Regions from separate parts of the Sus scrofa genome. Here all the other regions are linked to region 1. A link is a contact called in public Hi-C and HiChIP or PLAC-seq data. All regions are on one chromosome and are shown on one strand. The core of a region is the stretch at or near the end of the contact, and the rest is flanking DNA. Distances in the headings are between cores, read along the strand shown.

Region 1 (4,951 bases), core at 799-3,298:
AGGCTTGCACTTGAACTGCAGTTCAGACCTTGGCTGGACTCCTTAACTTTTTGTACCATGAGGAAGTTGGGATAGAATCACAGTGATTTTTTTTTTAATTTCCATATGTACAGTACAATCACCTGGGGGAGACTAGGGATTCAAATTATGATGTCCATCTCCCACTCCATTTCCGTTCTGATTTCAACATCTGTGGGGTAGTGTCCAGACAATTCCTAAATAGCCAGGGCTGAGAATCCCTGGATCATAGAATCTCCAAAAGCTGATTCTCAGAAGGGAATAAAGGTAGTGTGGCAGTAGAGAGGAATACCAGAATTTCTCAACCACCCTTAAATATACAAAAACCTGGTAAAGCAGCATGCCATAGAAGTTCTCCTGTGGTAAGGGATCTGGGGTTGCCACAGCTGCAATGCAGACTGTAATGGCAGCCCTGGGTTCGATCCCTGGCCCGAAACTTCCACATGCAGGGAAAGTAGCCAAAAAAAGAAAGAAAAAACAGAAAAAAATATCATGAGTATCATGCTCACTTGTTGGGCTGATTTCCCCAAGCTGAGCAACTGCTGGGATCCAGGTGTGGCTCTGACCACTGACAATCAGCATCTCCCCAGCAATCTGTGCATTTTTCAAACTGAGAGAAAAATGACCAGCAGCTTGGACCCCTAAATATTCTGGAAGTGTTCAGCCAACTGTATGGAGGTCCCATCACCCCTCCTGGGTCTAATCCGGGCAGCGCAGTGGCCACTGGAGCAGGCAGGAGGGGAGCAGGGTCCCAACCACATCTAACAAGATGGCCGATCAGCCTGCCTGCCTGACGCCAGCACTAGCCACCAGCCCCCAACACGCAGGACATGAAGCATCTGCCAGGCGGGTGCCGGCTTTTGATCAGCAGCATGTCGAGCCAGAGACCTGCAGGGAAACGGCCAGCCTCCCGGGGCCGGCCGGCTGGAATCTCTCTGTCCCCTTGAGAGAGGGGCTTGAAGGATCTGAACAGATTTAAAAGTGGGGTGCAGGCAGAGGGACGGGGAGCGAATGAGGGCGGCTGTCTCCTAATACCAGGTTACTCCCTCTCCTCTAAGGAAAGCATGACACCCTTTCGGTTCCAGTGATTGGAGCAGGATTCCTTGGCTGCCTTAGCACATGGGGCTACTCTGCTCCTGAGATCTGAGAGTCCTTCAGCCTCTGCTGTAAAACCTGAGACCTCCAGAGCGGGTGCCTGGTTTCCCAGCTATCAAGGCACCAGGGTGTGGCAGTGACCAACTGCAGCAGGGCTGTTTACAAGACACTTGAGGCCCCTGGCCAGAAGCCTTCAGGACGTCCTGCGTTTTCTAACTGGGGCCTTCAGCTGATAGCTTTAGGAAACCCCCATCTGTGTCCTTAGCATGGAGGCTGGGGCTACCCGTCAAAGCCTTGTGTTAAAATACAGGCCCCTCCTCTCAGCCCCCTTCCTGAGCCACCAGGCCAAGTGCAAGCAGAGGTCCAGCCACAGGCAGATAGCATGTGTTTTGTGTCTCACAATAGCAGCTACGTGACTTGAAGGGCTCTTCTCTTAGAAAACCAAATGCCCACCAGTTTTGCTTATTTGCTCTAACCTTCAAAGAGCCCAGAGGTCCTTTCCTAGTTCAACAAATAAATCCAGTTCCATTCTAGCAGACTCTGACCCACAAGTTCTATTGTTACGCCTTCCCTGAATTTCCCCTGTTCCATCCCTCTCAGCACTTCAGCCCCAGGCAGCTAACCCTTCTTTCGTTTGGGGGATAAATCAAACTCTGGGGGTTTTTTTTGTGTGTGGGTTTTTTTTTTTTCCCCCTAATTCTTTCAAAGCGTAAGGAATGTTGACACCCCCTGAAACATGCCTCTGATGTCTGGTTAGACTTCAGACGGCTGTATTTGAACGCGTGCTGACGCAATCGGGCAGATTGGGTTAAACCAAATATTACAATTGCAAGAACTCATCTGGAACTAATAATTTTGAGGCCACCGAAAGTAAAAGGGCCCAGCTTTGGGGCGGCCAGCGGCAGAGGCCAGGCCAGGCCGATGCTGCCACCTGCCGTGGGCGCAGGGAACAGGGCGCGCCGCCCCGGCCTTCCTGTTTTGTTCAGAACGCACTGGCTCCCACGCACACACGTTCCGCAGCCAGCCAGACCAGGGTTATTTTAAAAAGCTAGCACCTCTCCCCAGCCCTCGGTGTAAAGATAGCTGGTCTGGCCGCCCTAGCTTTGCTCTGGGGGGAAAAAAAAAAAAAGACAACCTCCCAATTACAGAGCCAAGGCTGGCTACAAAGGCAGTTGCACTTGGAGCCGGATGAAACATGTGCCCTTGGATTGAACAGATCATGTGTTAGTGGCTCACTTAGGAGAAAGGCTCGTTCAAGGAAGAATTTTTATTTTGTGGGGGATGAAGAGAACGCACAACTCTGGGTTATGTCGGCACACTGCTGAACTGCAAGTCACATGCCAGATCCAGAAATGATGAAAACATCTGTTTTCGCTTTAGACCAGCAAGGCTCTGGCGGTGGGGAGGGGCGAGGGAGGGAAGGGCTGGGTTTGCTCACCAGCGCCATCTGCTGAGCCTGGTGTAGAAGCGCCTGCGTCCCAAGCACAATGCAGGTTGCCACTCACCCCAAGAGGAGGGGAGATCAACAGGTGGGGGGAGCGGGGGTCTCTGCCCCGGTGATCACTCGCCTTGGAGGATAGCCCTGATTTTGCCCTGGGGACTGTGCAATTCCGTATTGCCTCGGAGTGTTCACAACAAAGAGCTTTGTCCCTGGGGACTGCTCTGGGGCAGAGGAGGAGGAGGAGAGGGAGGCAGCAAATGAATTCCCAGGTTGAGAAGGAAGGAGGTAAAGGGGGAGGAGAGTAGCTCGTTGGTGGTTTGCAGACAGTAAAATTTGCTGTTCTTTCTGGCTGAAATCTACCAGAACAAAGAAACAGCACCGTGTCTCTCGGAAAATTCCCAGCTGCACTTCTCCCAGCCTTCCCTCTTGCCTGTTATGGTGGCTTTCACTCTGCATGTGTGAGAATGTTCCAATAGTCACAGAGATCATTCCCGACAGGCCAGGGTGGATTAAGCCTTGAACGTGAAATCCACCCAGCCTCCTATGAATGGAGGGCTGGGGGTGGGTTCTGAACAGGAGCCATCCTGACAGCCAAGCCACTGCCTTTTTTCAATGTTCAGCAAATATTTACTGCCTGCCTGCAAGGTGCCCGGCACTCACTCAGCACAACTATTTGTCATAAAGTTTTAAAAACAATACAAATATGTCAGAGGAAAATGTATGTTTAATGTCAAGTGATAATGACAGCTGTGAGTTTAGAAAGAGTGAGGGGATTCCAGACCCTCAATTGACCTTTTCTCAGTGTTTGGGTGCAATTCTGAGAAGTTTGAATCCCCCAATCATCCCTTGTGTAGTCTAATTCCCTAAATGGCTAGTTTCAGTCACCCTGCTTGAGCCTTGACCTCCATTTCTATAGTCTTAAATCCTTCTCTCCAGTTCCTGGGGAGCTCATTGCCAGAGGAAAACACTGTCAGGGGACCATCCAAACTGCATCCTATCACCCCAAATCTGAATTAGGTGGATCCTAAGCTCAACAGCCAGGCATGATCCCTGAGCAAGAAGCAAAATTCTGAGATATGAACAGAGCTTCCCAACAAAATACAGGTTGTGAGGGCTTAACCTACAGGAGAAAGAGCTTTGGTCAAATGAAAAGATCCAGGCTTGCTGATCTCACTAAGTCTCTTTACCTCCCTTACATGCATCTACTGAACACACCCTCAGCCCTCTGCTGCCTACTTTGGAGGTTCCCAAAAGAGGAAAGTCTGATAATATGACTGGAATCCATCTATCTGCTTCATTTTTTCCCACCTTACCTATAAACTCCCTAGTTCAGAGGGAAACCAAGTTTCTCCATTAGGGCTAAATCTTTCCCATTCTTCTGTTTTATCCCCCACCCCCACCCCCCCAAAAAAAAAATATAGAAAGAGCTGCCCTCTCTCTGGGTCTGGGAATCTTATGAGCATGAGCTATTCTCCTTGCTTTGTTCCCTGCAAATAAACACTGTACTTTCCTTCACTACAACCCGGTGTCAGTAAACTGGCTTGGTTGTGCAGTAGGTGAGTAGACCTGAGTTCAGCAACACTACCATCTAAGGGATGAGTCAGAAAAAGGTTCATGCCCATTTCACGGCTGAACAAATAACGAGAACCAGCTCAGTCCTCACAGACCTTGCCATGCACTAGCTATATCCCGGTAATCATATCTGTTTCTGTAGGACCCAAGTTCTTAAATTGTTAGGACCCAAACTCATCCTCAAAGCTGCCTGCAAGTCAAGGCTGCCCCTGCTCTGGTGGTGGGAAGGTTTCTAGTTCAGGGGAACCATGCAAAGCAATACAATCAACTTTAGTTTTTGCAACAAGAGATTAGAACATGAGACTTTATTTTAGTCTGGTTGGATATTGATCTGCCCTGGAGAATTTTGATGAATTTTCTTTGTTTTATAAACTGAAGAAATCTGACAACGGGCCCCTATTTCTTTTCAGGACTCTTTTCCTTGAATTCTTCTGATTTTTACCTGGTTTTGCAACAGGTCTGTCTTTTGTTCCATGGGGGGGAGGGGGGCAGCTCGATATGGAATTTGTCATGCTGCACTGACATCTTTGAGCTCAGAAGTTAGTGTGTTTGGGCAACATGCAGCAAAATAAAATTTCTGAACTAGACTCAAAGAATAAAGTAGAAATCTGCGGGCAAAAAGGCGTGGCATGAAAATCAACAGTGGTCATTTTGTGCTTTACCAGGTATAAGAGGCCAGGCTTCCAAACTATCTTCCCAGTCCTAGCTAGACTCTCTTTTCCTCATTATCAAAATAAATTCTATTGCCCCACTTCACTCCACACATCTTGGTGTGATTCTCTTCACACAGAGAAATAACCTTTGTTCAAAGCTCCGCTTTCCTAA
Region 2 (4,951 bases), core at 624-3,123, 500 kb before region 1:
GCGGGGCTGGAGGGGGAGGGCATGAGGTATCTAATCTGTTTTCAGTTCTTTGGGGTATTTGAGAAAGTCGTACGCAAGCTTAGGAAAGCACTTGGGGAGGGGCAGATTAAATGGAAGAGAATCCTCCATTGCAGGACTAGGTGTTGTACTGACCTTGTGAATTAAGCTCTTCCCCTCTTTGATGATACAAGATCATGCCGCGAGCTAGCAAGTATGTCTTCACATTAGGGAGAGACGGTCTGGTCCTCCTCTTCCCAGCAGGCAGAACAAATAGCCAGCAGGCGATGAGGCAGGATTTGCTGGGGTTGGAGCTACTGCAGCTTCCTGGACAAGTGAGAACATGCAGGTGTCAGTCCCCTGCTGCAAGCCAAGCAGGTCACAGGGCAGTGGCCCAGTGGCCCACCCTGCTCCTCTCCCTCAAGGTTCATTTTTCATTTTGATTGAGTCATGATGGCTCAGCGACACAAAACATCTGAGGACATGCCTTGTAGGGGAAAGGTCACAAAGAACGCCAGTGGTCTCCTCTTCCCTAAAGTCTAGGGCTCGCTCACGTGGAATTGTTGGTTAAGGATGGGCCAGCGGGGCTGGTGCAGGGCTCAGTCTTTCTCCGCGAATGGCAGGAGCAGGCCTCCGTCTTGCTAGCTTCAGGGTTGCCCGGCTGCCTGGTTTCAACTGAGGCAGCACAGCTTGCTTTAGCTTTGAAGTGTGAAAACCAAATACCGGTTGGCAGAGGGAAGAGATGGGAGCTGCATAACCGTCTCGGAGCACGAAGAAACACACTCAGCGCTACTGAACGTCGAAACTTTTCCTGTCCCCTTACCCATCCCTCATCCCACCCCCACCCCTGAAAACTGTGACAACAGTAGCAGGCCTGGTTGGCTGGCTGTTCTGTAGTGGCTGGTGGGCAGATGCTGTGAGCGTCTTAAATATGAGAAGGGACCGAGCAGACACTTCCCCTCCAGCTGTCTGGTCTGTGTCCTCCTAACCTGCCCGAGACAGGCAGGGGCACACACTCACACACGCACACGCACACGGAAGCCTGACTTTGGTTTGTCCCAGCACCCTGAACAGTGATTTAGGCTACTGGATTGTCTATCCCTTCTGTGTCCTAGGGAAGATTTTAGAAATTCTCATACAGGAGGCTGAGAAAGGAAAATATTGGTTCCTACAGTACAAACATCTCCGTCCTGAAAGAAAATGTTAATTTTCCCCTAAATCAAATGTTGACATGCATCAGCTGCCGCTGAAGGTGTGTCGCTGTGGGAGAAGAACGCCACGCCGGAGTCTGTCCTCGGAAAAGCTAGCTGGTTTAGGATCTAAACAGGTCTGATGTAGAGGTTTTGTGAAGCGTTGCAGGTAGTTTTCAAAAAGCTCATCTCTCTGGGACACCCTCCTGAGCAGGAAGCGGGGGCAGGGTTCCACCCTGTGGGAGGCACCCTTTTCTGCAGAAGTCAGGGTCCCTCCATTGGCATCTGCAGTGATGCCAGGAGATAGAGGGTTTTAACTGGAGATGAGAGGTGGGAGGGGGAGGCTGGCAGAGTGGTGAAAGGACGGACTCCACAGGCAGAGGGAAATTTCCAGCGCTAGATGCTTTCCCTGCCTCTTTCCCCACTGCCCCCAAAGCATACACTTGAAATATTCGTCTTTGTTCAACACCTATGTTTTTAAAATTCCAAATTAAGTTCCCCCACCCACTCTCTCCCTCCAACTAGTCACACACACACACACACACACACACACACACACACACACACACACACCCCCTTTTAACTTGTTAAGTATGAACGATGATGATATATACAACCAGCGTGCTTTGCCAGTCTGCACGGGGAAGGCCAAGATGAATGCAGAAGGTTGGTGCAACGTTGCCGCAGAGCAGCGTGATCAGAATGCAAGATGGAGCCCAGGGGGAAAGGCCAAGAAATATGCCTGCGCTTGGAGTTTACACAAGTCTCCTTAGCAACTTGTCTGAATTTATTTTTCCCTTAATGTGTATGGGTTTCTTCCAAACCCTGAGTGAAACGGTTTCTCCTCCCTGAGGGCGACGCCGTTTAGTGGGTGAGGGAGCCTTTCTCTTCCTCACCAGCTTCTTCCCACCCCTCCCCCTCCCCGTCTAGGTAGCTTGATCCTTCGCATTGTGACTCTGTGGATGGTTGGTAGCTTTCCAGAAATTCACGTCTCAGTGGGGGAACGGTGGGGCCTGTTTCCGATGGCCACAGCTGTGCGGATTTCTGCCGCAGCCTCCTGCTCGCCGTGCCTGCTCTCGTGCGTGGCAGCCGTGTAAATGTGCCTGTTTATATGCCCGTGTGCTGTAAATGAGGGGAGACTGGACCGTTTCTTTTTCTGTCTTGCTCTTCTCTCTCTCTTTCATCACCCCAACACACACACACACACATGCATGCACGATCCTATCATTCTAATTAGAAGATGGATATAAAGCTGTTAGGAAAAAAACCTGACTTCTGGGAATCTGATCTGTTGGATTTATGTGACTGGGCTTGCTTCAGGGGAGACAGCCATAAATACTGCAGCGGTTTTCCCTAAAATTGCTTTACCTTGAAATAACTCTAGGGGAGTACGGTGGCTGCCTCGTTGGAGCCGACATTGAATACAAATCTTAATATTTCTTTTTGCCCCCTCCCCTTTTAGAGTCAGGGACAAAAGGAAAAAAGAAACCTAGCCAGAAAACGTTAAGGTTTGACTTTGGCTTTTTTTTTTTTTACAAACAGATGTTGCTTGTCATACTGTTGTTGTTAGGCAGGTACCAGATTGGACCAAGTGGTGGGGGGGGGTGTGTGTGTGTGAGAGAGAGACTGTGAGAACGAGATGGGGAGAGGAGGAGAGTGGGAGCGCTGGGTGTGGGTAGGAGGCTGGAAGACAAAAACTGATCGGTTTGGGGAAAAGTTGAGAGCAGGAAGTGGGTAATACAGATTAATACCTTTTTTCCTTTCCAAACTTCAATTCGATGGTAAATAAATACAATCGTATTCTATCTGGTGGGTTTTGGTTGTTCCAAAGGAAGGGGGAAATGTGGAAAGCCGTTGACAGGGAGAGCCAGCCCTGGAGGAGAAAAGCGAAGGTCTCCTGGGGTGCGAGGCAGAGAGGGGGCTGCTAGGCTGTTCAGGTGCTCCCCCAGGTGAATCTGCCCTGGAGTAAGGAGGGTCTCTGTTGCAACTGAACTCAGTTGCTTGTGTTTGATGGTTGCTGCTTTTTGTAGGTAGCCTTGTGGAGGTTCCTGGCTCTTTTGTACTTTTCCCAGAGTAAGAATCTCATCGTTAGATGGCCAGGGTTCTAAGGAAGTACGGACTCTTTACCTACTGTGTGTTTCCCTCTTTGCAGGATCCAAATGGTCTAATCCTCATTTTCCCTCCAGCCACCCCGAACCCTCACTTAATTTACAGCTTTCTAATCTGATTGTGGTGGGCTTTCTCAAGAGTAAAACATAGCTTTGAACATCACAAGTGTTAAAGTTGCCCGGCATATAGAAGGCTTTGTGTGGTGTATCATTTGCTTATATTCAAGAAATGACAGACCTCTGATTTTTCTAAAAGCATGTGTCTCATGTTTCCGTATCAGAATCAGGGTCTTCTGCATTGAAAAAAAAAAAAGAAAAAGTTTGGTTCTTTTCAAAGCCTTTTGGGCTTTATTAACAATATAGCTAGAAAGGAAGTTGTAGGCTAGCATCCTGGTTTGCATTTTAAGAAGGAAGAAAAATTGTCATCCTGAGCAAACTTAATGCTTTCAAAAGTGAAAGTGGTCTCCTCAGCCAGCTGCACGCAGAACAACTTGTTACAGGCAGCCTCTCTCTCTTTTGTTTCCCCGGGTGTGTCAAAAGCAAATTTGCCTCCAACTTCTCACTCTTATATAGTTGATCCCTGTTATACATCTGTGGTGAATGAACACTTAAGTGGGTTTAAGATTGTTTTTAAATTACCAAAAAAGGGAAAAAAAAAAAAAAAAACCAGCCTACCACTCAAATCATCTGAGGGCATCTCTTGTTTTTTGTCCAACCTGTTTTATTCTGTCGTGCCATTTTTCATGTCTTTGTTCTTCAGTCGACCTAGCCACACATTCATTTTTCATTTTACATAATATATTTGTATTTTTTAATCCGGGGGGTATATGGAAGGAAGGTTGTAAATGTCAATTCCTACTTTTCCCTTTGCCTGAAAGGAGGTCGAAAACCATGGCATTGCCTCGCCAGCCTCCTCCCTCCCCTGCTCCCTTCTGGTCAGCTTTTCCTGGGTGGAGAAGAATTCATTCTACCTAAGCTAGCTGGCTCTGGTGCCCGAAGCCTCTGCCCGGGTTGCTTGAGAGATGCGCCCACGCTGGGGGCTGGTGTCCTGGTGGCAGCGTCGCAGGTGGATAAAACGTGCCATGACGCATGGCACCCAGGAATTCCTCTTGGAGCTGCCCTTGCTGGAGGTGCCTCTTTTGTTGAGGTGATTGGATCTTTCTACAGAGAGCAGGGGCTGCAGAGGGTGAGCGGAAAGACCTCTGGAGAACTGAAAAGCCACGGGGGGACCAAGACTAGCTCTGTCCCCTGCTTCCTGATGTCGGATTAATGCCGGGCATAGGTCCGAGTTCCCTCTCTCTTTCTTCCCTCCTCTATTCCTCTCTCATTCTCCCTCCTTTCCTCCTCTGTTTCTTTCTCCCTCCCTCTCTCTTCCTTCCTTCCTCTTTCCCCTTTTATTTTTCTCACTTTCCATTCTCTCTTTTCTCTTTCTCTCTGTCTCCTTCCTTCTTTCCTCCCTCCCTTTCTTTCCTTTCTTCTTCCCCCTTCCTTTCTCTCTTTCCCTCTCACTTTCTGTTGAATTCTCTCTCTCCTTCCTTCCTCCTTTCTTTCCTTCTTCCCTCCCTCCCTCCCTCCCTTCCTTCCTCCCCCTCGCTTCCTTTCTCTTTTTCTCTGTCTGTCTCATCACAGGTTGTTCAGCTGATTCGCTCTTCCCCC
Region 3 (4,951 bases), core at 764-3,263, 480 kb before region 1:
AGAACTCCCACTGTTCTGTGCTAATGCAAAATGCAATAACGTTTAGCATCAGGACATCTCTGAGTCAAGAGGTTAACGGAAAACACATCTCCCATTGTGTTCCTGCAGCTCTGATACTGTTAATGGTGAAAACACCATGGAGACAAATAGATCTCTCTTTATTCAGGAAGCTTTGAGTGAAGAGAAAATATATATGACATCTTTACAGCATGAGAGCCCTCTCTATATGGTGCATTAAGGAAGGATGGGGGAGGGGACAGGTTGATGTAACATCATGCTTGATATGGCCGGAGTCTTGTCTAGAGGGAGTTTTCTGTTGCCTTCATTTTCTTCCTGAGGCTTTAATAAATTCTGCCAGTTCTGGTAGGAGGGAGTGAGATTTAACCTTTAAACGTACAAATTCAAGGAAAGAGGATTCTTTGAATAAGCATAGTGGAAGGCTTTATGGGGTATTTTCTCAAATATGGCCAGAAAACTTTATATAGATATGCATAAATTTATATAGCTGCCTCTTTCTTTCCTATCCTATTCTTGGGCATCCTCCCTTTCTCTGTTGTGTCTTTAGAAACTATGGACCAACACATTTGTGAAAGGGACCCAAGGCAAGACAAACCACCGCCAACAAAAATACATTATGATTATGCTAAGATTTTTCCTTAAACATTACCTTGAAGTAGACTGGATGTTCTGTGAGGTCATAGAAGGATCATTATGGTCTTACTACCCATTGGCTTGAGGGTATCCCTTAGTCAAGGTCACTTCTTCCTGGAGAACGTTAAAAAGAAAACTCGTTTTATAGTTTCTCAATTGCGATCGGAAGCTGAAAGTGGGGTGTTCTGTCCTTTAGGAACTGAAGACTTTTCACTCTGGTAAAAGATAGGGATCAGGAATCCATTTTGGAAGGGGTATCTGCACAGTTTAGATGAACCTCACAGTTACCAATTTTTTTATGTTATGCATAATTTTTGAAGCATTTGGAGGATGTACGTTGTTGATGACCACTGCACTGGCTTTCAGGGGAGAGGGAAGGAGGGCAACTGTGGGGATTTGCATTCAGCTTTCACATGGAACTGGACACCCTTAGACTTGTTTCAAACCAGGCTGATGGACTTCGATACTAGTACTTAATTGTTGATTCGTTGGCATCAAGGGCAGCCAAGTTTCATGTATATAAGTTCATCAAGTCCAGGAAAAAGGGAAAGGGCTTTCAGAATGACTCATTGTTTAATGAACAAGGGCCTCAGGTGATCTGTGGTTGCCATTTTAAAATTTGAGGAAAATGTATAGGCTTCAAATCATAACTTGAATTCCAGATTGGGGCAGATCATGCTCAGTGATGAGGCTGCAGCATTCCAGCAGTATGTTGTTTCTGGTCAGCTGCTAATAACCAACTTCAAAGCATAAACGGGCCACTCATGATATGCGTTCTGAATCCTCAAGGGTTTAAGAGTCTTTAATCTATTTGTAGCTTTTTGTTACTGTATAATGAAGTGCTGCTAATATACTAGAATGAATACGCAAAACACATATTAAATCAAGCATAATTCGAGGAGAATATATCCCCAAAGACTGAACAGAAAGGTGCAGGATGAATTTAAGAGAAGTAAACTTTTATTTGATTGGGGGGAGTAAACTTTTTATTACCTTCCATGGCCTGGAAGCAGAGTTTTCTTGTTAATATAGCTTTTAACAAAATTGCCATTTATGAGATACATGAATGACCACTTTAAAAATAAAGATTATATTTTGCCTAAGGCTAAGATTGTTCTAAATGCAGTACAATATTTCTCCAGGATTTATAAATTACTCTGACTCCTGTATGCTTCAAGATCAGCATTATAAAGCGGAATTTGTGTTGCATAGTCAGTTGACATGTAGAAGTGCCGATTGCAGACCTCAGCTTGGCAGAATACTGGTTAAATTAGATTTTACCGTTAATGTTCTACAGCTTAAGCTGGAAACTCATGTTAATACTGACTGTGATCTCATCTAATGGAAAGGTGCCAAATACTCTGTCACAAGTGAAGCACTACTCTTAACCAAGCTACCAAAATATTTAGTTCTTAATACAGTGTATATGTTACCCTGTGAACTTAGGTGGTTCTAAATTTAGCCAGTCCTCTTGGCAGTTCTCTGCCTTTCCAGATCTTCCCTTTACCTTTTTTCCATCCTGTTTTGTGCCTTCAGAAATTGACCGCCATGGGCTGTCTCAATAACCCCTTTTGCCTTCTGGCTTCTGCACCTTTGGCCAAAGGAAGGCCCCAAGAGAGGAGACCAAGAGAAAGTGGAGAGAGAACTTAGAGCTGACTCCTCCTGCAGGCCATGGGGCTGACCTGGCTTCATTCCATACTGAAGATGGTGGCCACCTCTGCAAATCTCAATTCTCTCTTCACCTTCTGATAGCATCCCTCTCCTTGTTCTCTCAGACTTACGTGGGTGGTGACTCCCTCTCTTGTCAGTCCTTGGATACCTCCCCATTTCTTCCTAGCATCTCTTAACTCTGTCCAGTCTTTGCAGATAATCTTTTCACAAAGCTTCCCTCAGCTTCCCCATCAGAGTGCGCCATTTTCCCGTCTGGATTCTGATTTTCTAGCTAAGTCAATACAAGCTAGGTGACAGAAATCAGTCACCTACTTTCCATCTCGTGTGGGAGATGAGGGATGGGGGAGTGGATACTCATCTCTTCCTCTATACTTTAAGCTCTGGAAGGGCAGCGACCATGTCTAATACCACCTTTATAATTCTCGACAACACCTGCAAAGGGCTTAGCTCATGGTACGTGCTCAGTGGACATGGAGAATCTTACTAAGTTCTTCTGAAATCCTTGAACTTGTCATTGGCTTAGATGGAATGTAAGCTCTGAGGAAGTAGACTTCAAGAAGACCAGGATGACATCTTTTTTTTTTTTTCAAACAGCATTTTTAATATAGTCTCATGTGACACATATATACCCACAATGGAAATACGACTCAATAAAAATAGAAAATTTACTTCATGGGCTAGGTTGATTTCTATTTAGTAGATGGGAAGTAATTCTATGTAAAATATTAAGCTCTAACTATATTTTACATTACCAACCCATCTGCTATTATTTGTTAGTTTTTCCTATTTATGCTATTTTCACTATATTTATTTACATGGCTTTTACCTCTTTAGTAGTAATAATTTTTTTCCGGATATAATCTTGGTAGAGGGAACACATACCTATTGTGGTTGAAATAGGATTGAAGAACTGCAGAATAAAAAGAATAGTTACCAGAAAAAGTATCTTCTCTATTTCTTTGTGGTTCATGTGCTGATTGGCTCTTTGATTTTCACTATAAAGTCAAACCTCTCCATACTTTGTTTCGAAATTATTTCCAATTCTATGAAATGTAGCCAGTGGAAATGGAAAACACTTTGATTCATAAAGTAGTAGGTTGTTGTATTCTACTGTATTCACTTCCTACTTGGTATAAATCAATGTTTTAATATCTAATTGCTCTAAAACTTGTGAAAATATATTAGAAAAAACTGTTAGGAAGAACTTGCCTTTTGACTTTTTTTTGCTGAAAGGAAACTGCCTGGCTAGTTCAAAGAACAGATTCCTCCCTGTTCATATTTTGCAAACAAGATCATTTCTTCAACAAATGGAGGCAGTGGAAACATTATCAACTCAGATAAGTTAAACTTTGTGTCTCCCTGATAAGTGAAACTGTTTAATGATAATTTTACTAGTCCACTTGGGAAGTGACCAAAGCACTCTTAGATAAGTTAAAAACCGAAAAAGCATGGAAAATATTTTTGCCAACTGTTTCTTCTTGGGCTCTTGGCAAAGATCAACAATTACGTTCCCTATCTGGGGACTATCTTTTGTGGGCCAGACCGGATGATCTAATAGGTCTTTATAATCTCCAAATACTGTGACTTTTATCCCCAAGTGAACTACATAGTTTATTTACATAGAAACACACTCACAGGCTTAAGGAAATGCAGTATGACTAATGGTAAGGAAAATGAGCCAGGATGACTCAAGTGACTTTTTTTTTTTCTAAATAGGATAAGTAAATTAAAATCATAGACATTCTTTCTAGTTCCCCTCTAGCATCTCAATATGTAGATCTTAGATGTCAGAAGTCCCCAGTAGTGAATTAGTCTCCTGCCACCAGCAAATTATAAATGTATTGCCCTGTTAAATCAGTAAACCTGGGCTGTACTTATTAAGAAAGCTCTTGGATGAGGATTTGGTTTAATTGTTGTTTTAATTTCACATTCTGTCCCGGGCACATGGGAAATTTAAAATGTTGAGCATGATAGAAAAATAAAAATTGCTCAAAAAATATAAGCATGATAAGTAAAGCATAATCACTGTGTATTTCAATTTTATTAAGAATGTGCTTTTGTAGCTTTGGGCTACATTTATCTAGACAAATGATGCATTGGGAGGAATCGCAAGTTTTTAATAAAAAAAATTGTTTCCTCAGGACTTTGTTGGCAAAGAGAACATTTTTGAGGTCTCTCTTCTTTCTCTATGTTATATAAACATTTCATACTTTTCCCATAAGGTAATACTTTGAATGGTTTATCTGGGACTAAACATCAAAATGGTTGTTATTATTGTTGTGTTTAAATTTTTAAATCAGTTCTCCTCCGTACTTGACATTGGTCCCCCTTAAAAATAAATACAGGGTCAGTCAAGAGCTCTTGTAATCCAGAAAGCTTAGAGTTTCTCACTCTGGGATACACGTGGTGAAAGAATGGTTAAGATACACCAATTGAGGCAGATTAACAAACCCTAATGTTACCCATGGATTGTGTTCCTAAGACAATTGGAGAAACTTCAGGCCATTCTTTATTTTTGGAGGAGGTGTCTGGATGCTGACCCTTTCTGATGGAAATAGTGGTGGTGAGGAGTTCCCATTGCGGCTCAGCGGAAAAGAACCCCACTAGTATCCATGAGGATGCAGGTTCA

What was found. Hi-C and Micro-C count contacts between places; a contact is called where the count stands out from the background. HiChIP or PLAC-seq counts read pairs in DNA pulled down with a chosen protein or histone mark.
Region 2: an H3K27ac HiChIP or PLAC-seq map of skeletal muscle shows a contact between it and region 1. The contact joins two enhancer-like sites. A contact is called at or near these places in 2 of 47 Hi-C or Micro-C datasets (embryonic fibroblasts and skeletal muscle) and 1 of 2 datasets of contacts at active chromatin or transcription factors (skeletal muscle).
Region 3: a Hi-C map of embryonic fibroblasts shows a contact between it and region 1, with 2.1 times the contacts expected there. The contact joins two enhancer-like sites. A contact is called at or near these places in 2 of 47 Hi-C or Micro-C datasets (embryonic fibroblasts and heart right ventricle) and 1 of 2 datasets of contacts at active chromatin or transcription factors (skeletal muscle).

What each region holds. Positions count from the first base shown.
Region 1 is chr9:48,664,593-48,669,543 of Sscrofa11.1, reverse strand. The region is part of intron 1 of LOC110255448 (a long non-coding RNA gene); the gene reads right to left. Among named protein-coding and RNA genes, the nearest start is that of SORL1, 230 kb to the right of the region's middle. Within about 2 kb of position 2,048, at least 58 of the 83 cell types and tissues checked have an H3K27ac peak or open chromatin away from gene starts, as enhancers often do. A contact at or near this core is called in skeletal muscle, where this site is marked.
Region 2 is chr9:49,161,818-49,166,768 of Sscrofa11.1, reverse strand. No RefSeq gene overlaps it. Among named protein-coding and RNA genes, the nearest start is that of MIR100, 6.3 kb to the right of the region's middle. Within about 2 kb of position 1,873, at least 24 of the 83 cell types and tissues checked have an H3K27ac peak or open chromatin away from gene starts, as enhancers often do. A contact at or near this core is called in skeletal muscle, where this site is marked.
Region 3 is chr9:49,143,388-49,148,338 of Sscrofa11.1, reverse strand. No RefSeq gene overlaps it. Among named protein-coding and RNA genes, the nearest start is that of MIRLET7A-1, 6.8 kb to the left of the region's middle. Within about 2 kb of position 2,013, at least 8 of the 83 cell types and tissues checked have an H3K27ac peak or open chromatin away from gene starts, as enhancers often do.